2 separate regions of the Hordeum vulgare genome follow, and region 2 is linked to region 1. The links are chromatin contacts, called in public Hi-C maps. All regions are on one chromosome and are shown on one strand. The core of a region is the stretch at or near the end of the contact, and the rest is flanking DNA. Distances in the headings are between cores, read along the strand shown. Region 1 holds the start of LOC123425141 (transcription factor MYB102-like). Region 2 holds the start of LOC123425144 (pectin acetylesterase 2-like).

What was found. Hi-C and Micro-C count contacts between places; a contact is called where the count stands out from the background.
Region 2: a Hi-C map of seedling shows a contact between it and region 1, with 4 times the contacts expected there. The contact joins the promoter of LOC123425144 here to the promoter of LOC123425141 in region 1. A contact is called at or near these places in 3 of 6 Hi-C or Micro-C datasets (leaf and seedling).

Annotation. Positions count from the first base shown.
Region 1 is chr2H:77,027,563-77,031,051 of MorexV3_pseudomolecules_assembly, reverse strand. LOC123425141 (transcription factor MYB102-like) reads left to right here and starts at 1,742. Exons shown (of 2, transcript XM_045108817.1): 1 at 1,742-2,462; 2 at 2,768-3,489. The coding sequence starts at 2,330.
Region 2 is chr2H:77,832,167-77,835,655 of MorexV3_pseudomolecules_assembly, reverse strand. It overlaps LOC123425144 (pectin acetylesterase 2-like), which reads left to right and starts at 1,785. Exons shown (of 12, transcript XM_045108818.1): 1 at 1,785-2,416; 2 at 3,234-3,316; 3 at 3,431-3,489. The coding sequence starts at 2,233.

The DNA.
Region 1 (3,489 bases), core at 493-2,992:
TTGTAGCACTCTTATTCCCGTAAAGGAAAAATAACACATTTCCTTAAAAATTCTTAGATGCTTCATGCTAATTCCTCAAAACAAAAATCATTCGAGTTGCCTCCGTCACCTATTCCTGAATTATGAAAACGCGAGAAAGATTTCTCTATGTCAATTCAAAAAAATACAAACGGATGACCATCAAATATCCGACGTTTCAATATGAGGCCTTCCATCTCAAATCGGTTGGCTCCCTACCAATCTTCCCTCTAAACCCATGGACCATAGAAAATATCATCCCCAGCCTCCCGGCACATGCCGTCACATCACCTCCCCCTCCCCTCAACCCAAAATCCAAAGCGTGACCTCTCCGGTGAGCTCAGGTGTCGATTTGCTCATCTCATCTTCGTTGTCCATTCTGCTCCAATATGTGAAGTCCGCTTCATGTCTCATTTCAACGAAGAAGAAGAAGAAGAAGAAGAAGAAGAAGAAGAAGGCCCAGACGGCGAGCGCGACAGGTCGACGGCGGCCAACGCAGATGGTGGCGCCGGCCCGTTTGTACGTAGCGTGAACCTAACATTTCATGCAGGCGCGAGCAGAACCACTACAGTGAACCCTGTCGGTGAGTAGTGGCACGTGTGCTACAAACGCTCTATGTCACGCGGTCACTATTCGCTGGCGACGGGCTCTCTGCCAGGGAAAATGATCTAACCGACGATCTCTTCCATATAGAAACCCTGGATCGCTGTGGCCAAAGCAGGGATCGCACACACATTATAGACTCACACCAGCTTGATTGCTTCTTCATATAGAGTAGCTAGCTTGGAAAAAGCGAACGTGTTTTTCAGCTAATGGTTATTATGTGGTTATCATCGCAGCGCCCCGTTGTCCACACATGCTTTGCTGTAGTGTCGATCCTCAGATTAATTCTCTCGTGCCACATGGGGCATTTGGCCTCTTCTCTCAGCTAGCTAGCTCCCTCTTTCTTGCAAGCCAATCTTCACCCTAATGATAGGATCACTTGCCTCCGTACGCATCGGTGACATGATAAGGTTCTTCCACTGTGGCATCCGGCTAGTAACCAGCAGTGCTACCTGCGTGTTGAAATACGCGTCGTTTTCGGCATGCATTGGCACCATTTCAAACGTATCATTTTGATCACGGGTTCTTTGAAACATGTAATTTTAAAACAACATGGATATGTATGTATATTGTATTTCATGATGAATTTAGTAGTACCTGCCAATTCGACACTACCAAAAAAATGTTCTATTGATCGAGACATATTCTAGAGTACCATGTATATCGACAGGAGTTGAGGGGGTTATGTACGTAACTGTTGAATGACCGACAGAAATATATCATTTAGTAGTGATCAGTTTGACACTGTCAATAAATGTTTGCGATTCTTTCAACATGCACGGACAATCAAACTTCAAAAAGTTTACTTGATGGAGACATATATAATTCCAAAGTGACGCACGTACCCTACACTGACAGGAATTGAAGGGGCTACGTACGTGACTGTTGTTATTCATATCATATGCGTGGCGGCCGGAGAGTCGATGGCGTTACACGAGAGACGACCGACAGGACATGTCTGCCGCGCGCCGTGCTTCGCTGATCAATTGCTTGCGTTCCGGACAACTTGCAGCATCGAGAAGTGATGTTAACGCAAAGTGAGCGTCGTCGTCCAAAGTCCCACGGGGTGCATGCAATGCATGCATACAGCATCTGTGCGGGTGGTGGTGGTGGTGGTGGTGGTGGTGGAGGATATGCAAAGGTGTCAAGGTGAAAAATGATTAGGCGGGGGAAAGGCGCGGGAAAAGCTAGCAGGGGGACAGAAAAGAGTCAACCAGCCCTACCACTGCAGCTGGGTGGACAGTTACGAGACCTAATCTATCTTTGCACGTCTAATCAGCGCACACACACACACTCACACGGCACGGGCCAGAGATTTCACGACCAACTGTGACTGTGAGAGTAGGATGGATGGGCAAAGGCGGATTCACTGGAGCTGAAAAGATGAGAGAGTACGCCGGCAGCAGTACTACTGACACTGGCTAGCTATGTGTGTGTGTGTACTGTGTACAATGGCTGGCTGGCTAGAAAGAGCGAGGTGAGGCAAGCGCTACGTTGGCACCTACCTGAGAGCGACCCCCCGCCTTCCGCCTTGAGGCCCCTTTTATACTCTCGCCTCGCTTTGCCTTCCCTCCATCGCTCCGTCGGTCCTCTCACCGGCCCGTCGACATTGCCTTCCGCCGCCCGCCGCCTTCCGCTCGCGACAGCCGGCGCCGACGTACGGCACGCCATTGAGCGTTGGTTCGTGTCGTCTTAGCCGGCCGGCGGCATGTCGAAGCGGCCGGGAGGGACGAAGAAGAGGCTGAAGCGCGGCCTCTGGTCGCCGGAGGAGGACGAGAAGCTGATGAACCACATTGCCAAGTACGGCAACGGCTGCTGGAGCTCCGTCCCCAAGATTGCAGGTACCGTACCAACCTATCAACATCGCTGCTGCTGGCTGAGTGGAGTAGAGTAGATAGCTTGCTAGCTCGCCCCCTCCTTCTTGATCATCCACCAATGCAGCAGTAGCTTTCTCGTCAGTCATGCTATGCTAGTGCCACTCCGGTATTTTCGAACTAAATTAGAGATGGTTTGCTTTTGTAAGTACGTATGATGCAATTGATTGACAATGTTTGTTGTGTGGAGAACTGGTTAGTTAGCAGTTTTTAAGTGCTAATTTGATGGAATTAATCGGTTTTTAATCAATATATCGTTGCTGCATTATTAGGCCTTGAGAGGTGCGGGAAGAGCTGCAGGCTGAGGTGGATAAACTACCTGAGGCCGGACCTCAAGAGGGGCGCCTTCTCGCAGGAGGAGGAGGACCTCATCATCCACCTCCACTCCATCCTCGGCAACAAGTGGTCTCAGATCGCCGCGCAGCTGCCCGGCCGCACCGACAACGAGGTCAAGAACTTCTGGAACTCCTTCATCAAGAAGAAGCTCCGCCAGCGCGGCATCGACCCGGCCACCCACAAGCCGCTCGCCCCCGCCGCCGCCGCCGCCGCCGCCGCGCCAGTCAGCCGCAGCGCCGTGTTCAGCGAGGCCGAGCTGATACTGTCGTCGCCCGTGGGGGAAGTGGGACAGCACATGCCGCCGCTGGTGTCGGCGGAGAGCTACGTGTACAGCCGGGGCAGCATGGACGGCGCCGCCGGCGTGCACGCCGCGGTGGGCGGGTGCAGCGACGACGGGTCCCTGTCGTCGCTGTCTGGGTACAACAACAACAACCAGACGGCGGACTTCGCCGGGTACCTGGACGCGGACGCGCTGCACGGCGCGGTCATCCCGTCGGTGTCCAGCTCCAGCACGCTAAACTCGATGGCCGGCGTGAGCCCCGGCGGCGCGGCCAACGCCAACGCCAACGCCACGGACGAGCTGTGCTGCAACAACAACAGCAACAACCACCACCCGAGCAACAGCGGCAGCGGGTTCGAGTCGTCGACGACGCAGAGC
Region 2 (3,489 bases), core at 536-3,035, 800 kb before region 1:
AAATTGAGAGGGAGAAGATCGAGTTGGAGAAGGAAGATGCGGTGATCAAATGGGAGCTCGAGAAGGCTAAACCATTTGGAGTGATCGAGCTCGAGAAGGAGAGGTTGCAATTCGCACGGGGCACGGAGGATGCGAAGATTATGTTGGTGGATGGAACCCACTTGGATGCGCATGCGAAGAAATGGGTTGCAGAGAAGAAGGAGATCAACGACCGTAGGGCGCACGAGGCGGCAACGACGGCTACGACAGTGGAGGACGCAACCCGAATGCAGGCGAAGCATGACAAGCTGGACGAGTAGGATGCATGGACGAACTCGTCCGGCTAGTGATCCGACAAGTATCCTTTCTCGCTCGGACATTAATTTCATTTTGGCATGTTCGATTTGTTAAACTGTGCTTTGATTTGCTTTGTTTCGAACTATTGAATTTGAATAACTTATATCGAATGATCGACGTACATGGATAACATGGATTTAAATGTTTCATTCAAGGTATATGAATATGCGACATAACATATGAAAGGCCGACAAACGCTGTTTACGGGCGCCCGGACGCAGGGATGAATCTATGGGGACGAGGGGGGCTAGTCCCCCTAACAAATTGTTTTTTCTACTATGATAGTGATTGTTGTAGTTAAAAAATTTCACTTCATATGAACTTTGTTTTTTTCATAAACAAACTTGTTCCTGTTATGCTTGCATGCTGGCTCCATCCCTACCCGAACGCGCCCGTGGACCTAGAGGATCAGATTTGTAAGTCCGAGTGTAGATGCTCTTGTCAAGCTGTGGCTCCAAGGCACGTGGCCGTGCCGGTTGGTTCCAAGAGCCGGTGAGGTCTCGTTTTCCATGGACGGATTATGGAGCGCACGTACGACGTACGTACGTAGTACGTGGATGCATGCATCGAGTGAGCCAAATTCAGCGTTGCAAGTTGCAAGGAGCATCCGAACAATGGTGGTCCTTCCTATTCCGTTTGGCGACCGAATAATCAGTGCATGGTCTGGTTCCTACAAGTCCAAACCGGTCCGTTCCAATCAAAGATTCTGACGTGCAAAGAGGGTCTACATTTTGTAAGCACATTCGCCGGCCACATTAAGGAGCCACATCGCTGGCTCCACAGACGATCCGTGGCGTCTCCGTCGCCATCAGTGTAGTTAATCAGATCCTCAGTCATCCTGGTTTGTTTAAGTACGGCCAGCAGTGTACTCTGGCTGCCGCATGGGACTCCGGTCCGGGCAATTTCCATTATTCTTTTTTTTTTTGCCGGAAGGGCCTTTCAATTTTCCGGTGTATGAAAAAAGGCAAAATGTGACTGAGAAAAGGGACTAATTTTCTTTTCTGCAGACTGTAGTAAATCATAGAGTTGCGCCGGTGCAGCAACTAACCTAGTAGCAGTACTAGTAGTAAATGAAGCGGCATTAACACCGAAATAGACGGAATGAACATGTCGGTGGAGGGAGTCGAGCATCAGCTTTCGGTGAAAAAAAGTTCCCCCGCGATAGACCAGACATTCCGCCAGAGAAAGAGAGCTGTACTGCGTCAAGACCCAAGACTCAAGAGGAGGCCATGCTTTCGTTTCTGTACGTGTTGCGTCTTGAAGATTTCAGTACTAGGCCTATGTGTGATTTTACCAGCGGAACATCCCAAACGGACCCTTCTGAAACTGCGCGTCCTCCCATAAACAAAAAACCAGCTGCCTGCCTGCCTGCCTGCCGTCGGTCCCGTCCCGCACACAGCTGCCTGCAACCGAGCTAGCCAAAGCCAAGGGCCCCGGAAAGCTGAGCTAGCAGTGAATGCAATCACAGCCTCCCTGAGCCGAGCTGAGCGGCGCTTTTCACCACCCCTCTCCTGCCGACTTCCGAGCTCCACCGTCGGTCAGTCACACACCCACACCTTTTTCTTCTTCCTCCCGCAGGCAGCATCCGAGATGCTTTGCCTCCCAACCGTGACGACGCGGCAACCAGTAACACCTCCGGGTTCACACTGAACCAGCCACAGCAGTAGTAAACACATCGCACCGCAGCACCGAATCTCCGGAAGCGGCCCTGCCTTTTCCTTTCCTTTGTCCGTCAGCGGCCATTGCCAGCCAGCTGCGCTTGCACTCGGCCGCGTATAAGTACCTTTCTCTGCTTTGGCCACTTCCGCGATCCTTTCTCCTTCTCCCTCTCCTCTTCCAGATCCATTCCTCTCCCAGTCCCGGGCGAGGAGCGAGAGAGCTTGAGGGGAAGGGCGGATGGCCATGGGTTCTTGGCCCCTTCTTGCCCTGCTCCTCGGGTTCTTGGCGGGAGCGGCGCGCGGCTCCGAGCCGTGGGCGAATGACACGCGGGTCTACTCCACCAATGCCAACTCCGGCAGCGGCAGCAACGGCGCCTTCGTCGCCCTCACCCTCATCCAGTCCGCCGCCGCCAAGGGAGCCGGTAACTAAATCTCCCTCCCCCACAATTGTTCCTCTGTAGCCCGTCTGCTAGTAGCAGTATTTTTCTTGTTGTTGCAAAGATTGGTTTTTTATTGCGCATGTCACATGCTTGCCGTAGATTGGCTCATTGAGACGCGTGATGCGGGTCGCTGCTGTGTTGACCCTGGTCGGTCAGAGTAACGATTAATCTGATTGCTGTTGCCGTAGAGGGATTGTGATGGCTCATGTTCTATTTTTCTCCTCTTCAGTATCCACTTAGGTGCTTAGTTGATTGAGTGATCATACATAGTCTTATCCTTGTATTGCTAGGTACAAGTACTAGCATGTGCCATGTGCGGATCTAGATAAATATATGCATGTGGATCTAGCCTTGCCTTGCTGGTGGTGCCCATGATGGATCCTTGTTACCTAATTGGGGGGTGGGGGGCTCAATGCCAACTGTTGCCTGTGAATTGTGTGAGCTAACCGTGCATGATTGCTTGGTCACCATTCTAAATATACCAGAGGTCCTAAATAGTTGGGCACCCGACAGAAACACCAGGCAGGAAATTGCTCAAGATTTGAAGTTTTCGTAGGGCGGTGCTCATTTATGAATGTGTGTTGTGAAGATTCTGTTTGTGTAAAATTTAGAATCAGACAAGCCTATTCTTAGCGGCAAAATGCTTTGGATTTTGGAAGCACTATAATTGTTGAAATGTTATAGCATTATAATTACTGATCAGGGGTAATTCTTCCCATTTACACCAGAATTTGAGTATTGCTTATAGCATGGTAGGCTGATAAATACTGATGCTTACTTCCATGACATTGCATTACAGTATGCTTGGATGGAAGCTTACCAGGTTACCACCTACACCGAGGATCTGGATCAGGGTCAAACAATTGGCTTGTCAATCTGGAGGTGTGTAATACTCCACGACTCACATATATGTGGACTGAGAGATAAATTTGAATTGAACTAGGAATTGTAAATGAGTAACATACCTAATGATGGTGATTCTAAATTGAATTCCAGGGTGGAGGCTGGTGCAATGATGTTAAAAGCTGTGTGTTCCGCAAGGGCAGTCGGCGTGG